3 separate regions of the Mus musculus genome follow, and regions 2 and 3 are each linked to region 1. A link is a contact called in public HiChIP or PLAC-seq and promoter capture Hi-C data. All regions are on one chromosome and are shown on one strand. The core of a region is the stretch at or near the end of the contact, and the rest is flanking DNA. Distances in the headings are between cores, read along the strand shown. Region 1 holds the start of Tfpi (tissue factor pathway inhibitor). Region 2 has its middle 32 kb from the start of Gm13710. Region 3 has its middle 71 kb from the start of Ctnnd1.

Region 1 (3,626 bases), core at 976-3,475:
AGCCAGAGGCATCTGGAGGAGTTCATAGCAGAGGGAAAAAGAAGTAGACCGAACATGGCCAGGAGACTTGACATGGCCAGGGCTAGGGAAGCTGGAGAGCAGGGAGATGAGTGGAAATAGTGGGAGATGAAGACTCAAGGACACAGACACACCACACACACACACACACACACACACACACACACACACACACACACACACGTGGGGGGGGGGTGAGAGAGCTTTGAAATTCGTAAAAAGTACTTGTGAGTAGGAGCAGAGGAAGTTTGGAGGCCAGCATGGGCTGTGATATGCAGCCGTAGGTATATGTCAATGGAGCCATCTGTCACTTCTGCCAGAAGTAAGGGAAAGGACAACTTTTGGCCGATGGGAACTGCTTTCAAAAGTTCCGGAGGCATGGTGGCTTTTATTTATCCTCCAGAAATCCTTCTGTGGTCCAGCTTGAGCTCATTTCTGTATATTTGGACAGCTGAGAGAACTAATAGTTCCAGCCTTTTGTTGATGATAAAGGGTGATGTAGTGTCTCTCTTCCGTAGCTGCTTCTTAGGTGGAGAGGGTTGTCCTGGCAGGCTAGGAAAGCTGGAATTCCAGAGTTGCAGGCTGGGATGGGGTGGGTGTGGATGTGGAGGTGGGGGTGGGGGTATGAGTGGGGGTGGGGGACAGGGTCTGGTTTGCTGAGTGAACCTAAAGAGAGAGACAAAGAACAATTACATTGGCTTACCAGTGGCAAGGGATCTTCTGAGCAATGACAGATGGAAGCCCTGAAGTTTGCATGAACTGTTTTAAGCATATAAAAAGAGGTTAAAGGTTTAGATAGAATGACCACTGTCTGTGTTCTGCAAGGAAGTACTCATTGTAGCAAAGCAGTTAACAAAAATCTGTAAACAGTTGGAATAGACCTTTGAGCCTTAGCAAAACAAAGCTTGAAAAGTTATTAGCATAATAGGAGCATGAACATTTATTTATCTGTAATAAGACAGAGATTTCTTGTCAGGGAAGAGAACAAAAGAACAGAGGTGTTTTTTTCACAATGATAAGTGCCTTTATTTAGAAAACAACTAAAGAAAATTAACAATTTTGGGCCTGTGACTATGATGTTTTTAAAAAGTTTAGTAGCCAGTGTTTTACCAGGGCTAGATTCATCAGAACTCCACTGAGTGAACCCTGAAGTCTTCACATCGTATACCATCTTGAAAGTCTCATTTTTCACGCACCTTAAATCATTTTCACATACTTTGAATCCCTTCCTCAGACCTTGGCAAGTTGCATAAACTTTAAACTTTTTTTTTTTTTTTAAAATCTGGAAAACTCTAATACTTTGAGGCATAGGTGTTTGATTAGTGAACAAAGTCACAAAAAAGTAAGCTCTTTTGAATAAAGGAACAGCAGAGAGCAAGTTTTGAGTAACAACACGATGGCTTGAGTTTGCTCTCACACTGAAATCTGTTTTTGTGAGTTTATCTTTCTCAGCAGGAAGCCTGTCAGCGAGGCAAACGTGTCTGTGAGCTTGCCTGTCTCAGCTGGAGACCTGAGCTCTGGAAAAGGCAAGGCCTTAGGAAACGGTCTGACTAAGCAGCTGTGTCCCTGAGAAGGCAAGGCCTTAGGAAACGGTCTGACTAAGCAGCTGTGTCCCTGAGGTGAGAGGCTAAGATTTATCAGATTGCTGCTCCCAATCTGATAAAACACGCAGTCAACATCACCCCAGAGGTCTGAGGGTAAATTTGAGCAGGAAGTATAGACCAAATGGCCTCTGGGCCAATTAAGAATGACAGATTTAACTGCCACCTGAACAGTCAGTATGGTGATCTGTTGTGAGCAGAGGTGAACCGAGTTTTGCAGCCACACACACAGGGCAGCGTTAAGTCTTCAGTTAACCACAGTGGGCAGCAATCAGCCCTCAGCCACCAGACCCAGACGGTCTAAGAGATTTTCCCGTGGAACTTGGGAAAACTACCTTAGAGAGGCAGAGTAGGGCAGAATAGGATCCCACAGTGTCCACAGTTTGGGCAGGACCCAGGCCTCGGGTGAGCCTGGGGCAGTGCTTTGCTCCAGGTGAAGTCTGTGGCCGCCCATCTTCTTTCCTGTTACCAGAAGCTGGGTATTGTTGTCTATTAGGGTAAAAGTTTGACAGACTTCCTGGTAGGCACCAGATAGGGAGAGGGCCGTGGCTAGATAATGGCTAGCTTCCTCACCTATTGACTTTGACACAAAAGCTTCCAGGGGAGAATCCTTACTGAGGGACTGGCTCAACAAGGTCAAGACCTGATGAGGACATGTCACACATAGTTTCACAGTTTCATAGTTTCGGACCAATCAACGGCAAACTGACCAACCCTGAAGTGGGGGAGGAAGACTCTTCGAATGCTTTAAAACCTCAGGACTCGAGAGAAGAGACTGGGGTTTTCGGCTTCCCGAGCAACCTTTACAGAGAATCTTTTTCTCCGTGTGTCTGACGCGTGAGTGTGTTCCCCACCCTAAGTAGATGCTTGCCTTTAACTCCTACTTCTCTCTATTGCTCTTCTGAAATTTCCTGCCTTTAATTTCTTTAACTGCCAGAGAAACGGAACCCAATTAAGACCCTCTAAACTATTATTTTTAGACTGTATCACTTTCGGGACCTGTCTCCGGATTTCTTCTGAAGACGGTATAATTTTGGGACCTCATCTCCAGATCTCATTTAAGGACTACTGACTCATCAAGGTAAGAAACCCAAGGGAGATGGTGGTGGTGGTGCGGTGGAGGTGTGCTGGCCAGTCCAGTTGGCCCAACTACAAGGTGTCCAGGTGCATTGCTCAGTGTCAGTCACGATGTCACCGTCGCTTCTGGGCAGAGGTGCTCATTCGGGAGATGGCACAGAAGCAGGAAGCAGACTTCTGCGTTGGCACTCTTGGTGCCCTGCGGGGGCATTCTGACAAATGCCCTTTTATGGTGCCTGCCCACCCTCACTAGTTGTTATCCCTTGCTCTCATCACAACCTCAAACTGAGAAGAAAGGCCAGATGCAGGGGCACTCCTGTAATCCTAGCCCTCTGAGGCAGAGTGAGGTGGGTCTGTAAGTTTCAGTCAGCCTGGTCTACAGTGAGACTAGCCACCGATAAGAAATGAAGTTGTGGTCCAGATATGCCCTCCCACCCCCGGATTGGTTTCTAAGTCTTCTAAGTCTTGGTTTAACTATAAAATATGCCAGAATATTTCAGATACTTATGAATGTCCTCTTCTCTAGCAGTACACATTGAATAACCACACTGTCGATAAAAGTTTTTTAATCGTTTTTAACATCTCAATTTGTCCATGCTATTTTGTCGCAACTTAAGAGTATTCTCTTTTTTTTTTTTCCCCATGAAGTGATTTCCATTTTTACTTTGTTTGTGTTTTGCTTTTGTTTTTTGAAACAGGGTTTCTCTCTGTATAGCCCTGGCTGTCCTGGAACTCGATCTGTAGACCCAGGCTGGCCTCGAACTCAGAGATCCGCCTGCCTCTGCCTCCCCAAGTGCTGGGATTAAAGGTGTGCGGCCACCACCGCCCGGTCCACTTTTACTTTTTATATTATGAATAAGTGGTTAGAGCCACATGATCTAAAGAGTTTAGCATCTTTATTCCAAGAGGAGCCTTATTTATTTTATAAAA
Region 2 (3,636 bases), core at 143-2,642, 65 kb before region 1:
GGCCAAGGGGTGGTTAGGGACACATAGCACCATAATCTCCATGTCTCGCATAGGGAGATGACTGCAAACACTAGCTAGCCACATCAGTAATCAACGCTTGGGTCTTTTGAGATGTAGGTTCCACTTCCCCAAATGTATTCCTTTGAGCCTAGAATATCTCTGGGAAAGGAGCTTGGGGATTATGTGTGTGTGTGCATATATATATATATATATATATATATATATAATTTAATATAATAATTAATATATAATATATAAAATAACTTTTGCTTATCCTCCAATATGCTTTAGGTCACCTCCAGATTATTTATAAGACTTAATACTGTGTGTAATTATTGCAGAAATAGTTGTCATAGATGAGCATGGTGGCACATGCCTTTAATCCCAGCACTTGGAAGGCAGAGGAAGTGGATCTCTGTGAGTTTAAGGCCTGACTGGTCTATGGAAAGAGTTCCAGGACAGCCAGGGCTAAAGAGAGAAACCCAGCCTTGAAAAACAAACAAGTGAACAAACAAACAAACAAACAAACAAACAAACAAAGTTGTCAGGGTGTATTGCTTAGGGAATAAGGACACCAAACAGGTACGATGTTTTCCCTTAACATTTTAGATTCTTGGTCACTTGGATATATGGATGTGGGGTGCTAGCTGGAATTAAGCAAAATAGGGCAGGGCACCCCCCACAAAAAAAACCCTACACCAAGAAAGTATACTACTACCTGAAATTCCTACCACAAAGATGGGAGTTGATAAGTTAGTGTTCTTTTTTACATAAATCACTTAATATGATCATGACTGTAAATTTCTACAGTTGTACCATACAAGAGATTCTGACATTCACATTTTCTCAAAACGATTTGTCTATATTATATTTAGTGACTTCATATGGTGGTAATGGTGGTTTGCATGTGTGTGTGTGTGTGTGTGTGTGGTGCACAAGTGCACACATGTATGCTATCATTTACTTAATCCGTCTTTACTGGCCGACAATAAGGTATTATGAATAACTCACAGAGAAATGAGACTTGTGCTTGAAGCACTAAGGAAGTGGTTGGCAGCCCGCTCTCCCGAGGCAGGCAGGAAAGAATTGTTCCCTCCTTGGGGTGCCTGGCTAATTGCTACTTTGGGTTTTCATGACCTTAGGAAAATCACCATCCGAAACAAAATACTTGTGACTTGTTTGTGTAGAAGAACCTCAGTCTGGATGCTACTCATCCTGGAGGGAGTTTCACTAGAAGGGGGACTGCATTACTCAGGTTCCCTGGAGGTGGGGGTTGGTGCCTAGACTAGGGGTGGGTTTCGGGAAAGCCCCAGGTAATCTAATCACAGAGAGGAAACTGGGCTACAGCCTCCTTCCCCACTGCATTCCAACCACCACAGGTTACCTAATGCATCATCCAGGAACTATGTCTCTTCAGTGTGTCATCTGAGGTTCAGAATGGTTCTAGTTATAGGAAGAGTCTATGTGGGCCCTTTGTTGTAAACCTGATTGACAGGTAATAGGCTGCAATGGAAGGAAGTCTTGGGTTAAATTCTTCCTACCTTTGAAATTCTGCCAAATGAACTTACTTCTTAGCAAGCAAGCAAAGGGGGTTAACCCATCTATCTGTATTGAGGCGTAGTTCTGGTAATCACCCAAATGGATATCTTTTATCATTGTTATACTTTATTATTATTAAAAGAAGATATGTGCCAGGCGTGTGCCACCACGCCTTTAATCCCAGCATTTGAGAGACAGAGGCAGGTAAGTTTCTGAGTTCGAGGCCAGCTTGGTCTACAGAGTGAGTTCCAGGATGGCCAGGGTTACACAGAGAAACACTATCTCGAGAAAAACCAAAAAAAAAAAAAAAAAAAAAAAAACTAAAACATATTAATGGTACCATGTCAAATAATCCAGGCAGCACTATCTGGACTCAGTAAGCTATTTAAAAACAATTTAAAATGTAGAGTTGGGAGGGGATGTGTTGCTCCTGGGGCCAGAAGAGTTGGGGGCAGAGGGAGTCGATATGATCAAAATATGTGTGCATGCATATGAAATTCTCAAAGAACAAATAAATAACACTAAAACTAATCCCGAAAGACTTCAGTCAAAGGTTCTTGGGGAATATCTAGCTCAAAAATTGCCCAAAGAAGGGAGGCTGCTTGCTGAGAGTTACATATAGCTAGGGAAATGTAGGGCCGGAGAATTGGTCTTTCTCAATTAAAAAATATCCTAAAATTACCCATGTGGCCATAGCATTGATCTGCTATTCCAGGTTTTACTTGATGTTCTGAATCCCCTTGGGGGATTGTTGATGACATATTCACCATCTAGGATGTGCACAGAGTCTCTGCATAGTCTGAAGAGTTCTTCTCTTCTCCAGCGGAGATGATTTCCCAGCTGTCTCCTTAAGAGCGTTGGAAGGAAGAAAAAAAAAGTTCATTTTGATAGCCCAAGTGTGGTGTCATCGGTGGGAGGAAGTAAAGCTCTGTTTCCATGGGAACAGTATAGAGTTTTCAAGTTGGTTTAAAGAATAATAATAAGCTGAATGTTAGGACTGAGACCATCCATATCCCCATGGCTTAACCACGGGGACTTAACCTGCTTTCACTAATTGTTCCAGGGAAACCAAGCCAAGGGAGAGGGTTGTAAACCAAGAAGCAGATTCATGGTGGCTTCATGGATCCATGCAAGTTACTTACCCGAGGACACTGTAGTCTCTTCTCAACAAATAGCTCACTTGCCAAGACCAGCCTCCTGCCCCATCCCTTCCTGTGCCAGTGATAAGTCACAGACTTCATTTAATCCTGACTTGTTTTCTGCCTTGAAAAGAATCTACATAAACCCCTGAGTCTAGTCCTCTAAATCCTGGGAATGTTTGTCATTGAACGCCACCCTTAGATATTCTAGAAAAAGTCTATTAAGGTAGTAGTCTTAAAGAAGTTTTAAAACAAAGCTTTATTATTACTATTACCTGCTACGGTTATTACCAGTGTTACTATTGTTATGGTGTGTGAGAGTGCACACACACTCCTGTCTCAGTTCACTTGTGGAAGTCAGAGGACAACTTTATCCTGCTAAGCCACCTCATCACCTCAGCTGAAGGCCTTTTAGCCACTGCAGGCTAAATGAGCTTACCTTTCTTTGAGCAGTGTGGCTTTTTGAAGTTATTAGTTGACAGAGTTACTGGAAGACATTTTGCATTCTCCCTCTCCTTCCCCCTCTCCCTCTCCCTCTCCCTCTCCCTTCTCCCTCTCCCTTCTCCCTCTCCCTCCCCCTCCCCCTCTCCCTCTCCCTTCTCCCTCTCCCTTCTCCCTCTCCCTCCCCCTCCCCACCCCCCCTCTCCCTCTCCTCCCTCTCTCTGTGTCTGCCTTTGTGTATGTGTGTTTATTTTTCCTTTTATTAAAATTAGATTTTTTTCTCACATAATATATCCTGATCACAGTTTCCCATCCTCTACTCCTCCAGTTCCTCCCTGGCCCCCCTCGCATTTGGATCTGCTCCAATTCTTTCTCTCCTCAGAAAACAAACAGGCTTCTAAGGGACAATAATAAAATAAGACAAAACTAACATACCTGAATTAGACAGAACCAAACCAAAAGGAAAAGAATCTAAGAGAAGGCACAAGAAACTGAGATGCACTCATTCGAACACGCA
Region 3 (3,365 bases), core at 480-2,979, 110 kb before region 1:
AGTTTTCTCTCTGCAAAGACAGTTTTGCAATGTTAAAATAATTTTTTTCTACCAAATATTTCAAGTAAACCGAAGAAACAAATATTTTTAGTTGTAAGGTTATACCAGAAAATAAATGTCGATATTTAAAGTGTTGTAGGAGCATAAATATCCACATATACAAAATATATTATGTTGCATTCAAATATAAAATCAAATTAAACCTTTGTACTGTGTTTGAAGCCTAGTGTGTGTGTGTGTGTGTGTGTGTGTGTGGTGTGGGTCTCGTACATGCTAGGGGAACACCCCGTCACTGAGTTTCATCCGTCTTCAGCTTATTCTCTGTCTTTCTGTCTCTCTTCATGTCTCTGTATCTTTCAGCTCTCTCGATTGAATTTTCTTCCCTTCTTTCTTCTTTTTTACTTTACCAAAACAAACAAACATTTAAGTGTAAAGGTAAAATACCAGGTATTTTACTTTAGAAAAATTTCCCCCAAGAATCATTGTGTATTTTGTTTGTTTGAGACAGGGTCTTATTATGTTGCCCAGGTTGGTCTCAAATTTTTGATTCTTTGCCTCAGCCGCCTAAGTGCTGGGACTAAAGGATGCATTCCACTGTCTGGCTTTTAGTACTTCCCCCCCCCCCCCGCCCCCGACTTACTCCACTGGTGCTCTCTCTCTTTCCATCCTGCCCCACCGTGTGTGTGTGTGTGTGTGTGTGTGTGTGTGTGTGTGTGTGTGTGTGTGTGAATGCAGAAGTCTGGGGAGGATGTTGGGTATCCTGCTTTACTAAATGCTCTCTGCCTTATTCCTTTGAGATGGGGTCTTTTACTCTCCTAGTTTGGGTTACTTTTGAAATGATGAAGCACTATGACCAAAAACAAGTTAGGGAGGAAAGGGTTTATTTGACTTACACTTCTACATTGTAGTCCATACCTAGAAGAAGTCAGGACCAGAACTCAAACAAGGCTTGAACCTGGAGGCAGGAGCTGATGCAGTGGCCATGGAGGGGTGTTGCTTACTGGCTTGTTTTCCATGGTTAATTTCATGGTTAATTTCAGTCTAATTTCTTATCGAACCCAGGACCACCTGGCACTATCACAGTGGGCTGGGCCCTTCCCCGTCAATCACAGATTAAGAAAATGTCCTACAGGGGCTGGAGAAATAGCTCTCAATGGTTAGGAACACTGCCTGTTTCTCTAGAGGACCCAGGTTCAATTCTCAGCACCTACATGGGCAGTTTACAACTTGTGTATCGCAAGTACTCTTACCTACTGAGCCATCTCTCTGTCCCTTCATTGGTCTCTTACTACTCTTTATAGATGGCCAGTGACAATTGGTAGATTGGCCAGTGACAGACAAAGCTAAGTGTTAACTAAATTTCATTTTTCCCTTTTCTCTGGGTAAAAGGGAAGCTGATATCTTCTAGTCACTTTTATTGTAATGTCAAAGCTGCAAGCCTGGCTTTTGGCCAGATATGGGATAAAGTGATATGAGCCAGTTTAGGATAGATTTTTCATGGTCTTGGCTATTTCCCTTACCAATGTGACCTTGGAAGGCACAGGCAGGGAGGTACTATTTGCAAGAGAAAAGGGGCCAGATACCACCATTAGAATATTGTTCCCCTGGGGAGATATCTGAAATGTCTCAAATTACCTCCTGAGGTGCTTTGAATGAGAATAGCTCATACATTTGAATGCCTGAGCTCTAATTGGTGGAACTGTTTGAGAAGGGTTAGGGCGTGTGTCATTGGGGACACTTTAGTAGACACCATTGGTGGGAACCTTGAGATCAGGGCAGTCAGTCATGGAAAGGGATGATGGGACTCACAGGGCGCTGCCCTTTATTTCTGATCTGATGGATTCTGGGACAGAAATCACTGTATTAAATTTTGCACACTCTGTTGAGCCCACCAGACTCAAACAGATAACTCCAAACCCATGGTCACACAGTTTAATCTCAGTGGGTCACAAATAAAACAAATAGGCGTGAACATGAGCGATCTGTGAGGAGAAGGGTGACAGGGAGAAAGTAATGGGCAAGAGAGGGTGTGAGTGGTGTAGGTTAAGATTTCTCCATATCTACTCTATTGAGGGTTCTTAAATTCTTTAACCTCCCTTCTAGCTCACCAACCACGGGAAGTAGTAGAAAGGAAAGGCTAATAGGGCAAAGGGGGATGTGGGCGTGGTTAGCAATAGTTCTTTAGGGCGATTCCAGTCTGTGTTGTCAGGGCATCAGCAGTTCAGTCCACACAAATCAGCAGCCGCAGCTCGATCCACTTCAAACCACCGTGAATCGGCAACGGCAGTTCAATCCAGAAGAAGTCGCCGAGGCTCTGCCAATAGGCTGGAGTCTGAAGAAGTAGCAAGGAGCTGCCAGAATATCACGAGAAGTTCTTTGGTGCACTTCTCTCTATAAAGTCACAGCAAACAGGGATCAGCGAAGAAAGTGAGCTGAACCAATGCCCGCAACATCATCTGTGAATCAGCAAAGTCCATCAGAGATCGGCATAGAGTGGCAAGGCAAACCAATGTCTAAACATCATGGGTTCAGTCCCAGCACCCACAGGCAGCTAGCTCACAACCATTTGTAACTCTAGTTTCAGGGGATCTGATAACTTCTGACCTCCATAGGTATATATACATACCTACATACATACACGTAGTCTGGAACATATACATACACATAAAAATTAAAATGTAGGGTCATGACTTAATGGCAGAGTGCTTTCCTAACATTCACAAGGCCCTGGATTTGATCCTCAGCAGATCTTAAAAGGGAGAAATGTGCCTACAAAGGTCATGGGAAGGATTTTTATAATTATGTATTATATTTATTTCTCTATTTTGAGTGGGAGTGGGTGTATGTGTGTAGATCAGAGGAGGACTTTTGGAAGTCATTGCATTTTGGTAATTAGGCTTGATAGCAGTTGCCTTTACCTATTGAGTCATCTCGTTGGTCCTAATTATTCTTTTTTTTTTTTTTACAAGAAGTATCAAAATTAATTTTGATGCTAATTTTTAAACTTTTGGAATTTTTTTGAGAAAAAAAAATCCTTTTATTGTACTACCTGTTTAATAGAACTATTACTTTTTGTGTTTTGTGATTTCTTTCTTTTTTCTTTTTCCCTTTTGGAGACAGGCAGGCTGACTTTGAGTTTGCTATGCTCTGGTCCTCCTGCCTTCACTTTCCAGGTAAGGGGAGCTTGGGAAGGCCACACCACCACAGGGCTCTTCACTTTCCTGAGTGCTTGACTTGCAATCCGGATGTGTCTTTCCATGTTCTAACACAGCCTTCCGAAACATACTTTGAATGGCTGCATCACAGTTCCTTTAGGGGGATAAATACTTTACCTCCCTAGTCATTTATCTCACTTGAAACTCCCT

Evidence for each region. Promoter capture Hi-C pulls out the DNA fragments that hold promoters and counts their contacts. HiChIP or PLAC-seq counts read pairs in DNA pulled down with a chosen protein or histone mark.
Region 2: a contact with region 1 is called in an H3K27ac HiChIP or PLAC-seq map of trophoblast stem cells, with 15 read pairs. The contact joins the enhancer-like site here to the promoter of Tfpi in region 1. A contact is called at or near these places in 1 of 15 datasets of contacts at CTCF or cohesin (the NIH/3T3 cell line), 1 of 484 Hi-C or Micro-C datasets (the C2C12 cell line), 7 of 115 datasets of contacts at active chromatin or transcription factors (the NIH/3T3 cell line, bone marrow-derived macrophages, embryonic stem cells and 3 more) and 3 of 9 other capture datasets (adipose tissue, liver and pancreatic islet).
Region 3: a contact with region 1 is called in a promoter capture Hi-C map of embryonic stem cells, with 2.3 times the contacts expected there. The contact joins the enhancer-like site here to the promoter of Tfpi in region 1. A contact is called at or near these places in 5 of 39 promoter capture datasets (3T3-L1-derived adipocytes, the HPC-7 cell line, Sertoli cells and 2 more), 1 of 15 datasets of contacts at CTCF or cohesin (the NIH/3T3 cell line), 9 of 484 Hi-C or Micro-C datasets (the AML12 cell line, the C10 cell line, the HL-1 cell line and 6 more), 8 of 115 datasets of contacts at active chromatin or transcription factors (bone marrow-derived macrophages, embryonic stem cells, extraembryonic endoderm stem cells and 2 more) and 4 of 9 other capture datasets (adipose tissue, embryonic stem cells, liver and 1 more).

Annotation. Positions count from the first base shown.
Region 1 is chr2:84,472,773-84,476,398 of GRCm38.p6, reverse strand. It overlaps Tfpi (tissue factor pathway inhibitor), which reads left to right and starts at 2,225. Exons shown (of 9, transcript NM_011576.1): 1 at 2,225-2,456; 2 at 2,600-2,700.
Region 2 is chr2:84,536,982-84,540,617 of GRCm38.p6, reverse strand. No RefSeq gene overlaps it. Among named protein-coding and RNA genes, the nearest start is that of Gm13710, 32 kb to the right of the region's middle. Within about 2 kb of position 1,392, at least 9 of the 459 cell types and tissues checked have an H3K27ac peak or open chromatin away from gene starts, as enhancers often do. A contact at or near this core is called in bone marrow-derived macrophages and trophoblast stem cells, where this site is marked.
Region 3 is chr2:84,577,800-84,581,164 of GRCm38.p6, reverse strand. No RefSeq gene overlaps it. Among named protein-coding and RNA genes, the nearest start is that of Ctnnd1, 71 kb to the left of the region's middle. Within about 2 kb of position 1,729, at least 5 of the 459 cell types and tissues checked have an H3K27ac peak or open chromatin away from gene starts, as enhancers often do. A contact at or near this core is called in embryonic stem cells, where this site is marked.